2 separate regions of the Ovis aries genome follow, and region 2 is linked to region 1. A link is a contact called in public Hi-C data. All regions are on one chromosome and are shown on one strand. Each heading gives the region's core, a stretch centred on a gene start, on an enhancer-like site or on the middle of the called end of the contact. The rest is flanking DNA. Distances are from core to core; before and after follow the strand shown.

The links. A called contact is a pair of places that touch in the nucleus more often than the background predicts.
Region 2: a Hi-C map of hypothalamus shows a contact between it and region 1, with 3 times the contacts expected there. The contact joins the enhancer-like site here to the promoter of ATP1A1 in region 1. A contact is called at or near these places in 2 of 16 Hi-C or Micro-C datasets (hypothalamus and tail adipose tissue).

What each region holds. Positions count from the first base shown.
Region 1 is chr1:93,712,721-93,718,933 of ARS-UI_Ramb_v3.0, forward strand. It overlaps ATP1A1 (ATPase Na+/K+ transporting subunit alpha 1), which reads left to right and starts at 4,526. Exons shown (of 23, transcript NM_001009360.1): 1 at 4,526-4,801. The coding sequence starts at 4,790. LOC114116588 (a long non-coding RNA gene) reads left to right here and starts at 5,307. Exons shown (of 2, transcript XR_006060523.2): 1 at 5,307-6,213.
Region 2 is chr1:93,846,576-93,852,871 of ARS-UI_Ramb_v3.0, forward strand. All of the region lies in intron 1 of LOC132658106 (a long non-coding RNA gene), which reads right to left. Among named protein-coding and RNA genes, the nearest start is that of CD58, 89 kb to the right of the region's middle. Within about 2 kb of position 4,231, at least 18 of the 54 cell types and tissues checked have an H3K27ac peak or open chromatin away from gene starts, as enhancers often do. A contact at or near this core is called in hypothalamus and tail adipose tissue, where this site is marked.

The DNA of each region.
Region 1 (6,213 bases), core at 3,276-5,775:
TGTTTGTTGCCATTTAATTTTTGTTTGCAATGCCCCATGGTGGTTGATTTGTAGAGAACAAAATATGCATTTTTACATGCCAGGATATTGTAACATTTAATAATGTTTTGATACTATTATCACAATAATAATCCCTGGGGTGAGGGGAGTAGCAGTGTGTTGGAAAGTGCTAGAAAAGAAGACCGAGCCTGACTCTGAATTTGAGAACACAGTGTAAAACACTTGGGGGGGACAACTAATGAGTCCTTTGTAATTGTTTTCTTGACAAAGACTGCTATTAATAAGAGCAAATTAAGTGGCAGTTGTAATAAAGGAGGGCTTCCCAGGTGGCTCAGATGGTAAAGAATCTACCTGCAATGCAGGAGACTGGGGTTTGATCCCTAGGTTGGGAAGATCCCCTGGAGAAGGGACTGGCAGCCCACTCTAGTACTCTTGCCTGGGGAATCCCAGGGATGGGGGAGCCTGGTTCCTAGTTTTAGGGACCAAACCCAGGCCCTCTACATTAGGAGCATGGAGACTTAGTCACTGGACGCAGTGGTGGGATAGATATTGGCTAGGAGAAACTTTGAAATTGTGAGAAGAACTGGCTTCAGTGCAGTAAATATTGTAACTTTTAATGCAGTAACAGTGGCAGCCAAGTGGCTTCCTGGAGTACCAAGGAAATGGTAAAAAATAAAGATGCATGCCTAAGATTGTTTCCATGGTACCTCTAGTGCAAGCTGGACCAAAGACTTCTATCTTTCCAGTTTCCGAGCTCACTGATCTCCCAAGTGTTTGCTTCCAATGGAAAATGCTAACTTTGTTGCAGGTTCCAACTCTTTTTCTAAAGCCCTTAATTGCAATGGCATGTTTATTCATTTCAGCAAGTACTTACTCAGAGTGCTAGCACTCTTGGCTCAAAATACTGACTTGCATCATGTTTTTCAGACGTCTCCTGACTGCTCACAATGACTGGGCCAACACTCTGTGGTTGTGTCAAATCCTCCTCACAGCCATCCGCATTTGGCAGCCTTGGGGGCTGTAAATGCTGAGTCTCTGGTTCCATCAGTTTAATTGTTTCCCAAGCTAGGAGCTTAATTAGAACTGATAGTCTAAGAGGTAGATAGAATAGAGAGATGGAATTTGTCCCCACATTCTCTTCTGGAAGTTTCTTTATCCTCAGCACTGCTCTGGGAGTTTGAAAAGATGCCCAATAGTTTTGCCAATGTTCAGGGACTGTCCAGTTCCAATCACTCCCTGAGCCTCAGTTTCTTCACATAAAATGAGAGGAATGTTTGCTTTCCAAGGTTCCATTCAGAAAGCTCTCCCAAGAGGGGAAAGAGGCCTGTCCTCCAAAATGGTATTTCCCCCTTTGGTCACCCACGTCCCAAGGCATCTGTGACTTTTGCACCTCAGTTTCGTCCACAATATCTCTTTGTCTTCATTTTATAGGCATGCTCAGGGCTCCATTGTACAATCCAGCAGGGATTCTTTTCATCACTCTTTCCCATAAAAAGTTTTCAGCTCCAGCTTCCTTACCATATTTTTTTCCCTTCACCTCTTAAGATTTGTCCTCAACACCTGACGATAAACTTTATCCCTAAAAACACTCCTGAGAACTGCCCAGAAGTGCCTGGACCGTAACACTTGGCTGAGCACTTATAGAAACATCAACATTAGAAGAACAGTAGGAGAAGGCAATGTCACCCACTCCAGTACTCTTGCCTGGGCAAATCCCATGGACGGAGGAGCCTGGAAGGCTGCAGTTCATGGGGTCGCTAGGAGTTGGACCCGACTGAGTGACTTCACTTTCACTTTTCAGTTTCATGCATTGGAGAAGGAAATGGCAACCCACTCCAGTGTTCTTGCCTGGAGAATCCCAGGGACGGGGGAGCCTGGTGGGCTGCTGTCTATAGGGTCGCACAGAGTTGGATACAACTGAAGCAACTTAGCAGCAGCAGCAGCAACAACATAACTTGTCTGATACTCTGAAATGTTTTCATCGAATTATGTGTCTTTCAACAGGACTGAAATTAAAAAATGGATTATCAAATGACTTGAAAATGGAATGGGATACACCTTGAGAAGTGGGATTAGGTGGGTGAAAACAGGGGTGAGGGAGTGTTTGTTGATCTATAGCAAACATTTTTATAAAATATTCTGACTCAATGATTCACATGGTACACTGATAAGAGTAGAAATAGGCAAAAGAGGCTCTCGCTGGGGACTTCTTGGTTGTAAAAGAGGAGAAGCACATGGAAACCCTCTGTACTTGTGACGACAGCCCCGTTGAAAGCAATTAGTATCCTTCCACCAAAAATTCCCTGGTGCCATGCTCAGAGACCAAATTTTACAAGTAGGAAGACGGTTTCCATCTTGCAATTTTGAGACCAGGCTCCGTCATCACTAGCTGAGTGGCCTTGTTTTGAGAAAATCCTCAAACCTCCTGTTTCCCACTCTGTAAAATGCATCTAAAGCCCTTTGCCTTCCAGACTTGAGAATCCCAGGGAGGATTTTATATGTAAAAGTGCTATGTGGAGCAAAAGTAAATTTCAGATTTTAATACCTCTTCCTTTTATGCCTTTTCCCCAGTCTAGAATATAGCTAGAACTTTGAGGTCCTCTTGAAAGGACCTTTAGCAATCTTCAGCTGCCAAATAAACAGCTGAAAAGGCCAAGGGAAATAAATGCCTGATCTTTCAGGGTTATGTTGTTGAATGAAAATTTTAAAAGTGATAATTTTAGTTAGTTGGGTGGTAAAGGTGATCCACCAGCAGGAGAAACCTACATTGTTTAGACTTTTGCTTTCTACATTTTGTTGTTGTTCTTGCTGTGCTTTTTCAGCTCAGAGCAGGGCCCAAGGGATAATTAATCTCAAACAAGCTGAGAGATCTTTAGTAAGCAAAATCCTCCTACAGGTTAGCAGGAATGGGGGATATAGTGCATGAAAATAAAGCATTTTCTAGACCTTTAGAGGCAGAGCCCTGATAACACTTCATTAATTCCTTCTGTTGAATTAGCAGCATTGGGAACTCTGTTCTGGATTTGGGGGTTCTTGCCCCAGCAGGCATGAATTTGAATTTACAGTTCCTCTGCTCTTCATGGCCTGCACTGATTTAACCAAGCCTGAAGGTCGCTGGAGGAAGCACCAGTCCTGAACAATGCATTCTTGGGCAAGAGGAAAGAAACAGTTTCTTCTAAGAAGGAACAAGATTTACTCTAATGGCCTAACAGCTAACACAGTTGCTAGTTTTTTCCCCCTTCGATTTTCTTTCTTCCTTCCCTTCTTCCCAGTTTCTTTCAAGGCTTCACCTCTTTATTTTTTCATGTTAAATTAATAGTTGAAATTAACAGGGCCAGTTTTAGCTTGCTTAGGAAGTTAATGTTTTCCCTGTTTGTTGTCAGAATTCCCAGAGACATGAAGTGACTCTCTCCTGCAAACCTTGTGCTTTCCCAGAGCATGCTTGACTTCCTGAAAACATTGTTAATAAAACCTTCCTTTTTAACTGCAGGAAACCTTCAGCCATTGCAGCCTCTGCAGAAGCTGCAATGGGAGGAATGACACACCGCGCAGCCAGGCCAGGGCCCTCTGGGGGGTTTCTGGGCTCCCCACACTCTGGGCCCAGATCCCTCAGAGAACCAAAGGCTGACGTGAGAGAGGCCCTGCTGTGCCAGGTGGAAGGCCAGCAGACAGGCCCTCAAACATCTCCCCCTCCGCGGAGTCCCTTTTGCTAAAGATATGCATTCCCTTAGGTTTCAGGTGTTCCTCCCCCGTTAAAGTGAATCCCCAAACAGGACAGTTTATATTCACACAGCAACATGAATGAATTAATCGCAGGCCCTCTGGATTATTATTTGGGGGTGTTGAAGCAAAGGAGGGGGAGGGCGCTTGGGACCTCTGGCAACGCCAGCCCAGGCCCTGTAGGATATAACGGGGATCCCAAGACCATAGGAGGCATTCGTGAGAACACCGAGAGGCTGGCCCCAGAGCCTGGTCAGGGAAGCCATCCGCAGGTAGGCGCGGGGCCTGGGGTCTGCAGGGACGCGCAGTCCCTCCTGCGAGCGCTGGCTTTTCCTTTAGCACCAGAGGAGCTCCCTGATTCCCAGGAAGGCCCCTCCGCGCGACGATTCTGTCCCGGGTCCGAGGAGATTCGGGGGCTCAGTTCCACGGACATCCCCGCACCCACTGCGGACCTTGCGCGCCCTCCAAAGCGGGCCGGTCACGCAGGGCGGAGAGAGGAGGTACGCGGGAGCTGCATGGCTGCCGAATCCCCGCTGCCCAGCCTGCCGGGGCGCCCCGCAGAGGCACGGTCTCGGCCGCCCGTGACATGGGCACGCGCGCCCCAGGCCCGGGCGCCCTCCTGCCTGGAGCCCTGGCCGGTCGCAGCCGGCACGGCCCCGGCCTGGGGGTGGGGTTGGGCGAGGGGTGGAGCCAGGCCCGTGGTCGGTGTCAGGTTGCTCCGGTAACGGTGACGTGCCGGGCGTGGGCGGGGCTAGCACGCAGGTTGCATATTTTAGGAAGTGAGGAGGAGGCGCGGGCTTGAGCTGCGGCGGGGTCTGGGGCTCAGAGCAGCGGCGGGAGGAGGCGGACACGTGGCAGCAGCAGCAGTAGCAACCCCGGCGGCGGCGGCGGCGGCGGCAGAAGGCATCGGCCCGAGCCGCCTGCCGTCTTCCCTCCTTCCCGCCTTGCGGCAGCCCTAGCTCCTTCCTCTTCGCTCCCCCGGCCGCGCTTGCTTGGCCGGGAGCCGCTCTCTTTTCTCTCTCATTCTCTGAACAGAAGGACCCGGCGCGGGGCGCAGACCACCGCCGCTATGGGGAAGGGGGTGAGTGTCGGGCGAGCCAGGGGAGGGGCGCGGGGAGCCCTGGTCGGGAGGCGGAGGAAGGGGAGGAAGTCTGGAGGGCGACCGCAGCCGGCGGGAGGCGAAGGAGGAGGAAGCGGCGCAGCGCGGAATGGGTTGGCACAGCGGCGAGGCTTAAAAGGCGACGCACTTTGGAAATGGAGGGAGTGCGGTAATGAGGGGCGGACGGGGGGAAGAGAGCGCCGAGGGGCCGGAGCGCGGCAGCTCCGGGCGGTGCGCAGACCCTGAGGGGCCGAGCGCGCCCGGGGTCTGGGGCTCCTGGAGGCGGCGCTTGGGAGCCGCCGGCTCTGGAGGAGAAGGAGGGAGCACGGCGGCCGGGCGGCCCTGGCCAGGAGCGGGCCGCCGGCGGCATCCCCAGCCCGCTCCTTCCCTCCCTCCTTCCGCCCGCCCTCACCTCCCGTCTCTCGCCTTCCTTTCTCCCTCCGCCCTTCTCGCCGGGAGGAAAGGCGTGCTCCTCCCCTTCCCCTGTGGGCGCTCTGCCCGGCCGGTTCCCGGGCTGCGGTTCCCGCCGCGGCTCCGGCCCGGGCCCTGGGGGGCTTGCCATGCGGGGCCGGCTTTGGGGTCCTAGGCTCCTCCTGGAGGCGCCAGGGTTTAGCCAGTTGTCCGCAGAGGCGGCCGCCCTCCCCCAAAGGATAAAAAAAAACAACTGGCTTTCCCTTAGCGTGGAGCCGGTCAGGCGGGCTGGTGCCAGAAAGGGTGTGCCTTCGCTCTAGGATGGCCTTGAAGGTATACTTTTGAGAGCTTTGATGGGCCACTTTCCATAAACACGGGATGCACTCGGGGCAGCCTGAGCAACAGGAGTGGTCATCTTGTTGGTGGGGAGGGTGAATGTAGATTTTTTTTGGAATAGCCTGGAAAGAGCACAGGCTGATCCACCAGAGTCCCCGGGTACTATAAATACGAAAAAAGGAAGGGAAGCGAGGACAGTACAGGTTAGGAGTGTCTGCGCAGGGAAGAGAGATTCTAGAAGCAACGAACCTCCTCCTCCCCGGGCAGGAGAGGCGAGCACTGTGGGAATACCAGAACGACGGCTGGTTCCTGCATTTTTGTAACTCAGTTAACCTATAGGCCCGAGGCCAAAGTCCAGTCGAGAAAAGTTTATACAGAATGACGATCAGAAGTATCAATTGATGGGATAAAATGACCAGGTCGTGAGAATACCAGTAGGAGAGAATCCCCTCCATTGTGTCCAGGGCTTGCAGGCTGTCCGGCGCTTAGTAGGACTTTGAAGGGTCTGAGGGCTCCTCCGTGTGGAGTGAGTGATGGGGAAAGAGGGAGGGTTCATTCTTTGGGGACTCTAGATGGATCTTGAAGGAGGTCATTGAAAGGTTTGGACCTGGTGGAGAAGGGAAGGAGAAGTGGGAATGCACAGCTTG
Region 2 (6,296 bases), core at 2,981-5,480, 130 kb after region 1:
TGATTCAAATGTATTCTTTTTAACGGCTGAGTAATACTCCATTGTGTATATGTACCACAGCTTTCTTATCCATTCATCTGCTGATGGACATCTAGGTTGTTTCCATGTCCTGGCTATTATAAACAGTGCTGCGATGAACATTGGGGTACATATGTCTCTTTCTATTCTGGTTTCCTCGGTGTGTATGCCCAGCAGTGGGATTGCTGGGTCATAAGGTAGTTCTATTTGCAATTTTTTAAGGAATCTCCACACTGTTCTCCAAAGTGGCTGTACTAGTTTGCATTCCCACCAACAGTGTAGGAGGGTTCCCTTTCTCCATACCCTCTCCAGCATTTATTGCTTGCAGATTTTTGGATCGCAGCCATTCTGACTGGTGTGAAGTGGTACCTCATTGTGGTTTTGATTTGCATTTCTCTAATAATGAGTGATGCTGAGCATCTTTTCATGTGTTTGTTAGCCATCCGTATGTCTTCTTTGGAGAAATGTCTATTTAGTTCTTTGGCCCATTTTTTGATTGGGTCGTTTATTTTTCTGGAATTGAGCTGCGTAAGTTGCTTGTATATTTTTGAGATTAGTTGCTTGTCAGTTGCTTCATTTGCTATTATTTTCTCCCATTCAGAAGGCTGTCTTTTCACCTTGCTTATATTTTCCTTTGTTGTGCAGAAGCTTTTAATTTTAATTAGACCCCATTTGTTTATTTTTGCTTTTATTTCCAGTATTCTGGGAGGTGGATCATAGAGGATCCTGCTGTGATTTATGTCGGAGAGTGTTTTGCCTATATTCTCCTCGGACCTAGAGATTATTATACTAAATGAAGTCAGACAGAGAAAGATAAATATCATATGATATCATTCATACGTGGAATCTAAAAATAATGGTACAAATGAACTTATTTACAAAACAGAAATAGACTCTTAGACTTGGAAAACAAACTTATGGTTACCAAAAGTAGGTGGGGGGGAATAAACTAGGAGTTTGGGATTAGCAGATACAAACTACTATATATAAAATAGATAATCAAAAAGGACTTACTGTATAATATGCACAGGGAACTATATTCAATACCTTGTAATAAATTACAATGTACAAGAATCAAAGACATTTATATATCAACTGAATCACTTTGCTGTACACCAGAAAGAATGTAACACTGTAAAATAAACTACACTTCAGTTTTTAAAATTAAAAAAAGAAATTATACTTTTTAATATTCTTTGTGAGCAAAGATGATTCATACATAGAAGACATGGTGTTTAGGCTGTTTACGTAGAAAAAGAGTAGGGTCTCCTGCTAAATCATACCTTCATTCAATGTTTATGGGCATCTACTTGGTACCAGGTTGCTTAATCAAATTAAACAAGGCATAGGTGAGTGCTGCATGGATAACTCACAGTCCAGTGGGGCCAAAGGCGTGTTTCAAGGAATGCCTTACACTGGGGCAGGTGCTGCTGAGAAGTATGGCCTAAGCTCCTTGGAGGTAGAGGAGAGAAATGAATTCTTCCTGTGGTCAGAAAACGAGGATAGAGTTTGAGAAGGTCTCCCAAAGGAGGGGCCATTTGAAGGATGGACAGATCCAGATGGACAATAGCAAATTCTAGGCTGGAAAGTGAAAGTATTAGTTGCTCAGTTGTGTCTGACTCTCTGTGACCCCATGGACTATAACCTGCCAAGCTCCTCTGTCCATGGAATTGTCCAGGCAAGAATAATGGAGTAGGTTGCCATTCCCTTCTCCAGGAGATCTTCCCTGGAGATCAAACCTGCATATCCCGACTTGCAGGCCAATTCTTTATCGTCTGAGCCACCAGGGAAGCCGGAGGATATTAACCAAGGCATCCAAACCCAGCTGTGTTTTGGGAATGGAATTGTCTCCCCTGCAGCTACTATGGGTGATGGCTGGATGACGGCATAAGATCAGGTGACACCTTTGGCTAAGGGATGAGTCCTTTGCGTCTCTTGAACAAGTCTGCATGTCTTGAGGATACTTCCCAGTCTGAAATCGCTGCCTGGATCTACTTTTCCTAGAGAAGAGTTGGGTGAATGGCTAGAGTTGGGTGAACGGACTTTCTGACATGCAGGGCAGAACTTTTAGCTGGAAAGCAGGACCCACAGCATGACCAAGGACACCCTGGGCCACCTGGCAGGAGGCCATGCGTGACCACACCTAAGGTCTGACCAGCTAAGTTTGGACAGACCCACTCTAGTTCTTTCCCCTTCGTGTGACTAAGAACCTTATCATAAAAAAGCTGTAAAAATGCCAAACTTTAACCCTATTAAAGTCACACTGTTCTGGCCTTGGCCGCCCTAATGGGATTTTACAACTCACCCTCCCCAACAGGAGTCCTTGAATAGCCTGAGTCCTGCCAGAGTCCATGATGAGTGACTAATGCCTTCATGGACTGGAGCCCACCCCCATTATTCCCACCCTCCCCTTGCCAATCCCCACCTTGGCTCACTGTGACCTTCCACAGTGGCCTCCTGTTCCCTGACAAGTACAAAGTGAGAAATTGCCAGGGTTCTGGACCCCGGGAAGAATGTATGAGTGTACCCTGGAGGGCTCATCAGCTAACATGGTATTTTCCTTGGGATTAATGAAGCGTGATGGAATTCTTAGCTGCTGTTGTAATGATTAATATGTCAAGTCCGCATCACAAGAGAAGCGAACAGGAAAGGGATGCAGGAGTGAGCACGGGGTAAGGGTGGTTAGGGAGGGGGAAAGTGAGAAGGGAAGAGAGAAGGCAAAACTGGCGAAGGGAAAGGGAAGAAAGAGAAGAAAAGGGGAGGGCTGGGAGAAAGGGGGAAGGGGGGCTGATGGGGTTTTATTCCATGGGTTACATTGGATCAAACAGGCCTAAGAACTTTGGTGGGGGGGGGGGGGCGGTGGTGGCAGTCCTCCTACCCTGGGCCATACTGGTAGAAAGCTGGGTTGAGCCAGTTCAAAATGACCGCTCTCCTGGGAGTGGTTGTGAACAGAATGTTCTGCTTACTTTGTGTCATGAGACGTCATGGGTGCTTGACAACTAAGGGATGTGTTTTTTCTTCCCAGAAAAATATGCAGAAAGAGAAACTGTGCAACTAGTGTCTAGGGGCTCACCAAACACCTAACCTTCATAAAAGAGCCAAAAAACAGCCCTGGACTTCCCTGATGGGCCAGGGATATAGATTCCACCTGCCAATGTAGGGGACATGGGTTGATCCCTGTTTGAGGAACTAAGGCTTCTCTGGTGGCTCAGACAGTAAAGAATCTGCCTGCAATGCAGGAGACCTGGGTTTGATCCCTGTTGGTAAGATCCCTTGAAGAAGGGAATGGCTACCCACTCCAGTATTCTTGCCTGGAGAATCCCAGGGAGAGTGGAGCCTGGAGGGCTATAGTCCATGGGGTCGCAAAGAATCCAACATAACCGAGTGACTAATAATTTTGCTTGGGGAACTAAGACCCCACATGCCAGAGGGCAACTAAGCCTGTGTGCCACAGCTACTGAATCTGTGCTCCAGAGCCCGTGAGCCACAACAAGAGAAGCCACTGCAATGAGAAGCCCGCACAAACCACAACTAGAGAGCTGCCTCCACTCACCTCAATTAGAGAAAGCCCAGCATGGCCAAAATAAATAGGATAAATTAAGAGAGTAGTGTGAAAACAGACACTTAGTTCAGTTCAGTTCAGTCGCTCAGTCATGTCCGACTCACTACCATATGTAAAAATAGATACCCAGTGGTAGTTTGCTGTACGACTCAGGGAACTCAAACCAGGGGCTCTGTAACAACCTAAAGGGGTAGGATGGGGTGGGAGGGAGGTTCAAGATGGAGGGGACATATGTATACCGATGGCTGACTCATGTTGATATACAGCAGAAACCAACATTGTAAAGCAATTATCCTTCAATCAAAAAGAAATTTTAAAACTAACTTAAAAAAAGATCCCAGCCCTGCGTCTAACTGATGGTTTCAGCAGCTGGAAGTGTGTCATATGTCTCAGCAGCCCTCTGCAATGGAGGGCCTTCTGCAAACAGGTTTGAGAAGGGGACAGAGGCATCAGTCATGTGCTTCCTTTCTGCCAAGCCTTCACCTTGCTCTGCAAGGATATGACCCAGCTCCTCCGACCCTCAAGCCCACAGCTGAGGCTAACCCCAGGAGACTACACTCACTGGTCCCCTCCCCCACTCCAGGCCATCCAGATGCTCCCACAAGAACTGGCATCCACCCTGTGCATGCTTGTGCCCCAAGTCCTTGAGGCCAGCTCACAGAGAGGCTGAGGGACGGTGGCCAAGCTGCCAAAGAGAAAGATATTTGCAATGTAAATCAGTCCTGCCAAGCCAGGCTTTTTCCTCTCCTGCTGATTATTTTTATCAGGATGTATTATAATAATTTCATATTCTGTATAATCATGAGCTGGCTCTGTGTAAACACCCTCGCCTTTATTGAAATCACCTGTCAGTTACTACAGCTCTCTGAATTCTCTTTCCTGTCCTTGCATCCACTCTTCTCAATCACATCATGGGCCAGGTGGTTCAAGTTTACAGAACCCCATGTACTATCCTGTGGACCATCACATGTAGTAGCTTTCCTAAAAGAAGAGGGGAAAGAATCAGGTTCTGGATGCCCTGTAATGGCTAAAGTATCTCTGTGATCAGAAAACAGTACAAAGCTCCACCACACACCCTGGCTTACGTACCAGCAAAAACCTGGCTTACATTTCCAGCAGAGGATAGAATTACCTAATTCACAATCACATTTTACAATTGCATTTTGGAATATATTTTTACACCTAATATTGATTTATCTATTTAGTTCTTTGTCCATATTAAAACCATTGGTAAGTAGACCTGACTTCAACACAACCACTTACAGAGCAGCTGGCCCAGGGGCTCACTAGTGTGTACTGAGCTGCTACCTACCCACCCAGGGCTTCATGTGGGCCCCAGACCATGTTTCCTTAAGGAAAGAGATCCTGGGACTTCCCTGGGGGTCCAGTGGCTAAGACTTCGTGCTCCCAATGCAGGGGGCTCAGGTTCTATCCCTGGTCAGGGAACTATGAATAGATCCCACAGGCCGCAACTAAAAATTCCACATGCCACAACGAAGATGGAAGATTCTGAGTGCTGCAACTAGGACTCGGTGCAGCTAAACAAATAAACAAATGTTTTTAGAAGGAAAGAAAGAAGAGGTCTTGCAGGGCAAGCTGTCTGGCCTTCTGACCTTCACCTGCGGGGACAGGCAGGATTACATGATGAGAACCCCATCGATCAACAAAGAAGTCATGGTCTCAACATCCCTTCCCCACCCTACATGCCTGGGTGGCATCATGGGAAGAGGCAGCTGGGGCTCCTCTAAGGAGGAAGGGACCCGTCATCTAAAACCACTATGTTTCCAATTCTCAGTCGGGAGCTTTCATATTTCTACCACCTGCTGTAGCATACCCACGATAACTATTAGCTGTTTCCTTGATGGCCAAGTCCAGTATAGCATAGATCCCTAGCCCCTCTGCCTGGCACAGTGCCTGGCACCCACTGGCACTCAGTTAATGCGCTGTAGGTGGTGGTGGTATCAAAGCACAGGGGCCAGGTCAGGTGAAGGGAGGGTTGGTTACAAAGGATCACCAAACATGGCCAGCAAGATGTCATTTCATTAAAAACCCTGTCTCTTGGCTCTTTGACAACAGGTGGGAGAGAGGGCTCCCAAGGGAGAAATCAAACAGTCCCTTCTTTTTCCTCCTCGCTTCCAGCTCTGACTGCCCTCCACTCTCACGCCCAGTGTCTGCCTCCCAAACTCTGGACTAAGCTCCGTGTTCTGGGAAGGGTGGAGTTTCTTACAGGAAATCGAGTGGCAGGGGAGGTGAAAAGGGCAGTCTGGCTGGGGTGCTGGTGGGGCTGAGGCCACCGGGGCCTCTTCAGGCACAGGCAGGAAGGAGCAGGATAAGACTGCCCAGGGCGGGAGGTGGGAGTCTGTAGGGGAACCAAAATGGGGTGGAGGAGCCTTTCCTTCCATCTTCCCCTCCCCACGGCCATACCTTCACTTCCAAACATTTGACTCCTCACCCAGGGCAACCTGGAAACTACAGTTTTAGATGAAAGCAGAAAGCAGCCATAACCCTACATCCTTGTAGCTGCCTTGAGATCCCAGACCCTGGACCTCTTCCCAAATGCTCAGCCTCTTGGTCCGAGGAGGATAAGGGGAACACGGCTGGAGCTAGCCTGGAAAGGAAGAAGTTACAGACAGCAGCTCTTTGAAAGGAACAAAGGCCATACGAATCCAAGGGATCAGCCCATCCCCAGGACCCCAAGGGTGACTGCTTCGTAGAT